Regions from separate parts of the Arabidopsis thaliana genome. Here region 1 is linked to region 2. The links are chromatin contacts, called in public capture Hi-C maps. All regions are on one chromosome and are shown on one strand. The core of a region is the stretch at or near the end of the contact, and the rest is flanking DNA. Distances in the headings are between cores, read along the strand shown.

Region 1 (4,952 bases), core at 2,409-4,908, 450 kb after region 2:
AATAGTTTGTAGATTTTGTATATTTTAAGACAACAAAAATGTGATTTAAGATGCGTTTTACTCGTTTGGATTTAATCATTTTAATTTATATAAAAGACATATTTTTGCAAAAACAATTCGTAATATGTACACTTAAGTGTTAAAAAATGGCAGAATTCGTAAACTATTCAAAATATTATTGTTAGATTTTTTTTTTAAACGGCATTTTAGACAAGAATCCCTATTTACCTAGAGTCTTCAATTTGAATTTAGAAAATATGGAATTAAATTTAATGTACTTTCTTAATGATACTTACTGTAAATAGATAGAATTACATAGATGTATCAGTATCTTCTTAATTGCCATTGTAGTAACACGGCAAAAGTCTACCGTTTTACGTGTGTGCACACACACTACACAATCTGTCGATGCTTTGTTTGTGATGTGATTATGTGAATATATGATGGCGAAACAATTCTTATCAAGGGACATGTTATCCGTGGAATTTGTTCGACATTTCCAGCGTAATTCGAATACTCATGCTAAATCCAGAGAAACATTTCGCAGTTATAAATATAATTGTTGGACATCTTATGTGTGTTGTATATTTCGACCTGATCAAATATTTATAAATATAATTGAATAATTCAAATCTTTGAACATAGAATCGAAGATGCCGTTTTGACGACTTTTTCAATGTTTTTTTTTAATTGTTATTTTATTCACTGCGAAGATATGATTGGTGCCATTAATGCATATTATCGTACTATAGTGTTTTTGTAATTCATTGGAAAAAAAAAAAATTGCTCAACTTTTCCAAAGTGAGTTTTTATAAATTACTTATTTAACGAGTCCTTCATTTCCACATGATTACTCGTGTTTTTTACAACATGTTTGTAAAGATGTGAATTAATTGCGAAAAAGTAGACACAAAAACATTGTGGAGCCTATGAGACCAAACATTTAGTACCCGAACCCACATGGACTAACATGTAAAATCTCCCTTTGCAATTTATTAGAATGGTCACTTTCTTTAATAATCTTGTATATATAAAACACACACACACACACCAACACACTTTTATATATATTCTTGTATTCACACATATAAGAAAAATTGATAAATGTTTTCTTTAATTATGTGCTTTATTAAAAAATTGTATGAATTAATGTTCTCGTTGAATTTTTGTGGTGGATAGATCATTGACATATATATGGTGTACTTACTATACTGTTGTCATTCTCTTGAATTATAAGTGTGAATTTCATGTCGGATGATATCGGTTAGAGTAATGAAATGTTTGGCTATATAACAAGCACAACGATGGAGAAAATAATTTTCTTATATATTTAGTATATATTGAGCAAAAAGTACTTTTAATAAGTAACGTAACGTAACATTGATTTCGTTAACTATGAATATAATCCGATCCATGTCATGCAAACCTGTCGGAAGAGAACCATTCTCACTTATATTTTCTTGTTGGTGAGAATATATTAAACTGTTATTGAATTACTAATGAAATAGAATGTTGTGATAAATTAATACACCACACAAACGAAATATTTTGAGGGATAATGAGGGATTTCGAAATTTATATAACCTTTCATAATAATAATAATATGTTCAAACAGATAATTGTATTCGACTGTTACATACTTGTCGGATCTTTATTGATAATGTTATTGGACAACAAGATATCTAAAATTTTGATCTTATGGACCCGAGGGCAGCATGTAACACGAGACATGGTGGTGACACGTGACATAGTCGATGTTTTGTGAACATTTATATAAATTAATACTCAACCAATAATGGACCAATCGAACAATTAAATTAAGTTATATGAGACATGCGATTTTATTCACTTCAAAATAAAAAAATTCTTTAAATAAATTATTTTAGGCAAAGTGTAAGTGTGCGAAGAAGTTTGAAATAAATGGTCTGAACGAAGTTTTAAAGCCGATAGATACGTTTCTTTTAAGCATTTGGTTTCCTTTTCACGTTTTATAAAAGAATTAATTATGGATTTACCATTTTTTGAATGATATTTATGGATTTTGTCATTTTTTAAATAATTTGTGGATTTTGCTCTTTTTCAGTCTAAAAAATGAAATTTAGCATAGCTTTTATTCGTTATATTAAGGTTTAGTCGAGTTTTTTTTTTGTTTTTTAAGTTTAGCATTTAATATAAAATACTTATTTTTGTAAAAATAATATCGTAAATACGTACATTTATAAGTACTAAAATGACAATTTCGTAAAATTTTAGTAAAAATGACTTTTTCAAAAGATTTTGATGAAAACGGCAAAATCAACAATAATCCTTTTATAGAAAATATTTGTTTTATATCTACTATTTTTAAGTTACATTGACATTCTATAATTTTTTAAAAGTTATCACACGAAATATTTTACATATGAGGTGAAACTATTTATGGCTTAGCAGTTAGAAAACAATGTTCCATAGGAGTCAATAATTAGGCTTCTTCCTTTCTAAAACAAATGTAGTTAGTATGGAAGATAGAATTTACATAATTCTCTCTATGCTTTTTTATACAAGTTTGGAACTATATATTTTATACAAGTTTAAAATATATAGTTTGGTAATATACAAGATTTACAGATAAATATACAAACTGTACCTAGATATTGTGGAATACAAATTTAGAGAGACAATTTAGGCGATAATACTAGTTCTAATATTAGAAGAAAAAAAATTGAATGAAAAGTCATGTCATCACATGGTAGTTGCCTTTTTGTGAAATTGCAGATGAAGGGCCACAATGTTAGATGAACATGAAACACTTATCTTGACCTTCATCAACCCCATCTTTGGGAACTTTTCGTTTCCTCCATTTAACTATTCAAATCTCCTCCAATTATTCAAAAAATTTAGTACCCATTTATTTATCCACTCTATAGGAATTATACTGTAAAATTTTCAATAACTAAGCATATGTATATTTGTGATCCATTCTAGTCATAATCATTTTCTTTTTTTTTGGATAGTTGAGGCATAAAAAGTTGGGGTTTTGGTAAAACAAATCCTAAGAGAAATCTATTTTTGTAATTTTACCCTCTACTTCTAAAATATGCAGAATAATCATAAAAAAACAAAAATAATACGCAATATATTCCTTATACATATATTGTAAACGTATTCACGATCACATACATTTTAAAAAATCTAAATTAAAGAAGAGTTGAACTCTTTGTCTCGAGGGCTTCGATTTGATATAATACTTCTCAATTTTTTTAAAACTTGACGAAATCTGACAATAGCAAAAAATGTTATATTGCGTAGTATTTTTCACTTTGTAAAATTATTCTATATTTTCTGAAAGTAGAAATGGACGATTTCAAGACTTATTTTCCACAAAATCCTAAAAAGTTACGAATCTTGAAACTTGTGTATCATTTGAACTATACACAATAACTAACTAACCATGATTGAAAACGTTGTGAAATAATTCAATCCCGCCATTACCTTCGTATAATGATTGGTAATAGTCTCGACTGATGATATGTATATATACGGCTTGGAAATCTGTAATAAAAAATGATTTCGAAGTTTTGTGGTTTAAGGGCATTCAATCTATCGCTTTCTTCTCCCGTGACATCATTGTCGAGGTTTATTGCTGCTCTCCGTCGCTCTCTCTCTCTTGTGGTCCATTGGCCTATTTAAATCTCTCTTATCACATTCTCAATTTCTTTATATTTGAAGTGTATTCAAAACCCCAAAACACTTTTCTCATTCTCTTCTCTATTTTCTTCTTGCTCTCTAGTTTTTCTTTCTTCTTGGTCGTTTCCTTTCAGCATAAAAACCTTATAAAATCATAAAAGCTTACACCTACTTGCCACATAGACATAGCCGATCTCATTATATCTCTATTTCTATTTCTCAATAGAACTTGTTTGAGCTAGTGTGAGAGAAGTAAAGAAAGAGAGAAGAATCCACAACTTAGTTAGGGTCTTTTCTTGCCACATTGTTGAACATGTCGAACAGAAGATCAAGGCAATCTTCAAGTGCTCCAAGGATCTCCGATAATCAAATGATTGACCTCGTATCTAAGCTCCGTCAAATTTTGCCGGAGATTGGTCAACGACGTCGTTCTGATAAGGTATCACGCATAATATATGCATATATTCATTTATAACGACCATTTAACATTATCCATCGTGTAAACCTATCCAAAAAAGGAAAGAACAAAAGTTTTGTAAAAAGAAGAGTGGACACTAAAATCAAACAAGAAAGAAAAAAGAAGTCGGAACTTTTGACTCCGGACATTAAGGAACATATATACCAATATTCACAACCTTTTTCTTCCATATTTACATAAGAGATTACATCAAAATCATCAGCTTGCATGCATCTGCAAACGCATAAAAGCGCATGCATTGGTTCAAAAAACATATATTATAATGATTATGATTTTATTTCGTTTTTGTTGTTGAAGGCATCAGCCTCGAAAGTATTGCAAGAGACATGCAATTACATACGAAATTTGAACAGAGAAGTTGACAATCTGAGCGAGCGTTTGTCTCAGCTTCTCGAATCTGTCGATGAAGATAGCCCTGAAGCCGCCGTTATTAGAAGCCTACTCATGTAATCTTTTTTGTTCTTTTGTTTGTTTTTGACAAGCCTATCCATGTAATCTTAAATGATCGCTCTATAATAATTATATTTTTAACATAATCGTCTTATTATGTAAAATTCAAAGAGATGGGCTTGATCTTTAATGACATACGAATTTCATAGGGTTAATTCCATAGTCAAAAGTCTCCGACATATATGTGTGTAGCAGAACTGCACGAGCATTGCCTTAGCAGGTGCATTATTAAAATAAACCAGTGGGATGAAATTTGGTGGAGAAGAATCTTTCTTTTTTTCTCCCTAACAAAGAAAAAAAAAACAGAGATTGTGATGTCTGAACTCGATTGTGTCAGTCAAGGACAGTAAAATTGCGA
Region 2 (4,870 bases), core at 882-3,381:
GACTAGGGCTGCATATAAAAACCGACCCGAGCCAAAACTGACACAAAACACGTTTGAGGATATAGAAAAGCCAGGGCTTACCATTGCGTTGTGCATCTCGCCTTTGGAAACGGTAGAAACCATGAGCGACAGGCTCACTCTGTTTCTTTTTAGCGATCTTATCCTCCAAAGCAGCCTGAGAAAAAGATCCAACGGCTGTTCCGGTTTCAGATTCTGTTGTCTTTTTCCTTCCTTTGTGATGCACGACCACAGTCCATCCACCTTCTGCAGCTTTAGCTTCTTTGTCTTGTTTCTCCTGTTCAACACACATGACAACATTAGACAAAAACACGATAGTCACTTAGACAATAGACATGAACACTTCAAAATATAGGATGACGAGAAGAACCTGTTCAAGGCGTTCTTCATGAGCAGTCATGAAGTCATCGATTCTCTTTTGGAGCTCGTCTAAACCAGGTCTACCCTCATAGTAATCACTAACCCACTCTGCAGTTTAAAAGAGGACTTATCAAATTAAGGAAGAAACAGTTTCAAGAGTGTTCATGCTTATCTAATCATATGCAGCTAGCTAATAATGGAAGAAACAGTAATCATTTTTGTTTCATCCATACTTTTCATTCCCCTTGTGCAATCCTCATCGCCTGAAGAAATTTGATAAACATCTTCCTCCTCTTCAATTTTGTTCTCTTTCTTAGAGGTCATGTCCATCTTTTTCTTCTTATTTGATTTCTTAAACTTGCCTACAAGAAAAAATTTACTTTATTGAACAAGATGATGGAGTTCTGAAGTCCTTAGACTCGCCTACAAAAAACAATCTACTTCATTAAACCAGCTCTGAACTACCGGTTTCTTATTTCAGTTCCATTACAGCCATGTCAAACATAAATAACATTCATAAGAACCACAGATTCAGAGTTAGATAGACAGTAAAGTTCACATTCTGCTCAAAGAAAATATTATATAAAGACTTAAAACTAGCTAAAGTTCCTCATGCAAATGATTCAGAGAACTAACATAAGACAACCAAAACATGGTAATGAACTACTCACTTTCTCTTTTCAGATCTTCGACTGAAGATCTAGTTATTTCCTCGGCCTTCCTTTTCTTCTTAGTCTTGTTCATTTTGCCCTTCTTTTCTTTTACTTTCTCAGTTGAAATAGCTGTAACAAGAACCAGAGATACTAAACTCAATACCAGAATCTAACAGCTCAGTAATAGATTTCATCTGCCAAAAACAAAAGAATTCACCTTCCAGAATCGGTTCGCTTATATCAACATTGCCTACTTTCTCTTTTCTCTTCTTCATCTTCCCACTCAGCTTACCATCAGCTGGAGAGCTTTTTATTTCCTTACCCTTCTGAATCTTCTTTCTATTGGGTTTCTCACTTGATTTAGCTGGTAAGGAATAATAAACAAGATACTATACTCAACATCATAACACATCTTAAAACACTATAAAACACTTCTAAATCCATCAAAGCCAAAACTTTCACCTTGAAGCTGTGCAGCCTGAGGATCCTCGCTTAATTCGACATTGCTCACTTTCTCATTCTTCTTCCTCTGAATTTTTTTCCCAACAGTTTCTTCTGCATTGATTTTATCCGTCACTTCAATTAGACAAACAATAATTTGCATAAGCAATTTACTTCTTCTGCTTCACAAGATTAACCTTTGTAATTAAGTTCAAGGCCATTCCAATTAAAGCTCTCAACTTTCGAAATCAAATAAGTTACCTCTAAGAACACAATCTTAGTATACACAACAACCATAGTTAGGTCTTTTCGGTTCTGTAATGAAACCTCATAAATCAATTAAGTAAGAATATAAACGCGAGAAAATTAGGCCTACCTTTAGGGAGATTACTCTTCTTCAGCTTTCTCGTCTCCTTCATCTTCTTTCTATCGCGTGAGAAGCAAAAACTCTGTCGGCGATTGTCGGCGTCGACGCTCTCGGAAAAATTAGGGATTAGTCAGGCCACGACCATGTAAATTAGGGTTTTTGCTTTTTGTGAGGTTTTGGACTGAAACAGATACAAGGGTAAAGTTGTTAATATCAGCAACACGAGAGGACATATACGTATTCTTGACTAAACCGGTCTAAAATTGGGTTCAGTTCGATTTATTACGTATTTTCTCTCGGGCCGTTTCCCGGATATTCCAAAACAATCGATTCGCTTCCGGTTTTGAATTCAGTCCTTTATCGGTTAATTGGTAAATAATCTGGTCTGGTTCATCTACTGGAGAAATTCAAACCGGTTTAGGCCTTCTCTTTATCGCCGTTGCTCTTCTCTGTTACTCCTACAACACTTGAGGAACAACAATGGTGAATTTGTTGTCAGCAAATCGAGAAGCTTTGATTGCACAAAGCATCTGTGCAACAGTATTGAAAGGAAACTGGAAAAATATTCTGAAACACAAAGTTGATTCTGGGTTATTGAAATCAGCGATAACCACTCAGGTAATCTCTGAGCTTTCTCTGTTTTCTGGTTATGGTGGACCTTCTCTTTCATGGAGTTTCTTTATCTGGACCGATTCTTTACCAAGTAGCAAACATAGTTTACAATCATCATGGAAAATGATTTTGATTCTCACAAAACACAAGCATTTCAAAACTGCACACCAACTGCTCGATAAATTGGCTCAGAGAGAGCTTTTGTCATCTCCTCTGGTTTTGAGATCTTTAGTTGGTGGTGTTTCTGAAGACCCAGAAGATGTATCTCACGTCTTTAGCTGGTTGATGATATATTACGCTAAAGCCGGGATGATCAACGATTCGATTGTGGTGTTTGAGCAGATTAGGAGTTGTGGATTGAAGCCTCATTTGCAAGCTTGTACTGTGTTACTAAATAGTCTGGTGAAGCAGAGATTGACTGATACTGTTTGGAAGATATTCAAGAAGATGGTTAAGTTAGGTGTTGTTGCTAACATTCATGTGTATAATGTATTGGTTCATGCTTGTTCTAAGTCTGGTGATCCCGAGAAAGCTGAGAAATTGTTGAGTGAGATGGAAGAAAAAGGTGTGTTTCCTGATATCTTTACCTATAACACGTTGATCTCTGTGTACTGCAAAAAGAGTATGCATTTCGAGGCTTTATCTGTGCAAGATAGGATGGAGAGAAGTGGTGTTGCTCCTAATATTGTCACTTATAATTCATTCATACATGGGTTTAGTAGAGAAGGTAGAATGAGAGAGGCCACAAGACTGTTTCGGGAGATTAAAGACGATGTTACAGCGAATCATGTTACTTATACTACTTTGATTGATGGATATTGTAGAATGAATGATATTGATGAAGCTTTGAGGTTACGTGAGGTAATGGAGTCAAGAGGGTTTTCTCCTGGAGTTGTGACATATAATTCGATTTTGCGTAAGTTATGTGAAGATGGAAGAATAAGAGAAGCTAACCGGCTTTTGACTGAGATGAGTGGAAAAAAGATTGAACCTGATAATATCACCTGCAATACTTTGATCAACGCATATTGCAAAATCGAAGACATGGTATCTGCAGTGAAGGTCAAGAAGAAGATGATTGAATCAGGGCTAAAACTGGATATGTATTCATACAAAGCATTGATTCATGGGTTTTGTAAAGTGTTGGAACTGGAAAATGCAAAGGAGGAACTGTTCTCTATGATAGAGAAAGGCTTCTCTCCTGGATATGCGACCTATTCTTGGCTCGTGGATGGATTCTATAACCAGAACAAGCAAGACGAAATCACAAAACTCCTAGAGGAGTTTGAAAAAAGAGGTCTTTGTGCTGATGTTGCTCTATACAGAGGATTAATAAGAAGGATTTGTAAGTTAGAACAGGTGGATTACGCCAAAGTGTTATTTGAATCAATGGAAAAGAAGGGTTTAGTGGGAGATAGTGTTATATTCACGACCATGGCGTATGCATATTGGCGAACAGGGAAGGTCACTGAAGCTTCTGCTTTGTTCGATGTAATGTATAATCGACGGTTAATGGTAAACTTGAAACTTTATAAATCTATCAGTGCCTCTTACGCTGGTGATAACGATGTTTTGAGATTCTTTTGGAGTCATGTAGGTGATAGATGTCTTATATCGAAGAGTATTTTACGGGAAATGAACAGAAGCGAGGTATTGTGAAGTGAGCCAACATATCACATTTATATATATGTACTTTAAAAGACACTAATAAGCTACGTAGTACTTGTTGTTTCTAGCTACTATAGAGTGAAAGAATACTGGTGTAGATATCCTCTGCATCAATCATGATACAATAATGACCTTTATGGAAAGTGAAAGTGCATGTACTGCTAAATACTATCCAACTAATAACCGTAAACAAGCTGTAGATCTGAATACATTTCAACAACAACAACAACACATCAAATTAATCATAAGAAATTAACAAAAGTCTGCATAACCGTAACCGTAAAGTTCATGCTGCATGCATTAACTGATTCAACCCAAAGTTGTTCACAGATTCTTGTACCGCCGAGTATGGTCTGCGTTTGAGACCCAAGGATGTTGAAAGCTGTTGTTATTGATGTTACCCATAGACATGTTTTGATGACAACCATAAAACTCCTTGTGCATCAACTGATTCAACCCAAAGTTGTTCACAGATTCTAGTACTGAGGCGCAAGTAACTTGAAAATTGTTGTTTGTGATGTCACCCATGCTCATGTTCTGATTCTGATCATAACCACAAAGCTCCTGCTGCATCAAGCCAGATTCTTCTTGTATTGAGACTGAAAAATCTTGATTGAAATTTGATGCAGAGAGTGGGATTTGAGAGAAGGTAGCATCTCCATGGTTACTCATGCACATGTTGTGCTCATAACCACAAAGATCGTGCTTCATTAACTGATTCTTCAACCCATAGTTGTTATTCACAGATTTT

Evidence for each region. Capture Hi-C pulls out chosen DNA fragments and counts their contacts.
Region 1: a contact with region 2 is called in a capture Hi-C map of seedling, with 2.0 times the contacts expected there. The contact joins the promoter of PRE1 here to the promoter of AT5G38720 in region 2.

What each region holds. Positions count from the first base shown.
Region 1 is chr5:15,953,710-15,958,661 of TAIR10.1, forward strand. PRE1 (basic helix-loop-helix (bHLH) DNA-binding family protein) reads left to right here and starts at 3,659. Exons shown (of 2, transcript NM_123349.3): 1 at 3,659-4,105; 2 at 4,442-4,850. The coding sequence starts at 3,980. The coding sequence ends at 4,594.
Region 2 is chr5:15,508,582-15,513,451 of TAIR10.1, forward strand. It overlaps AT5G38720 (ribosomal RNA-processing 7 protein), which reads right to left and starts at 2,132. Exons shown (of 8, transcript NM_123233.4): 1 at 1,849-2,132; 2 at 1,494-1,586; 3 at 1,249-1,395; 4 at 1,050-1,160; 5 at 612-740; 6 at 389-486; 7 at 82-295. The coding sequence starts at 1,891. AT5G38730 (Tetratricopeptide repeat (TPR)-like superfamily protein) reads left to right here and starts at 2,261. Exons shown (of 1, transcript NM_123234.2): 1 at 2,261-4,353. The coding sequence starts at 2,320. The coding sequence ends at 4,110. It overlaps AGL77 (AGAMOUS-like 77), which reads right to left. Exons shown (of 1, transcript NM_123235.2): 1 at 4,362-4,870. The coding sequence ends at 4,444.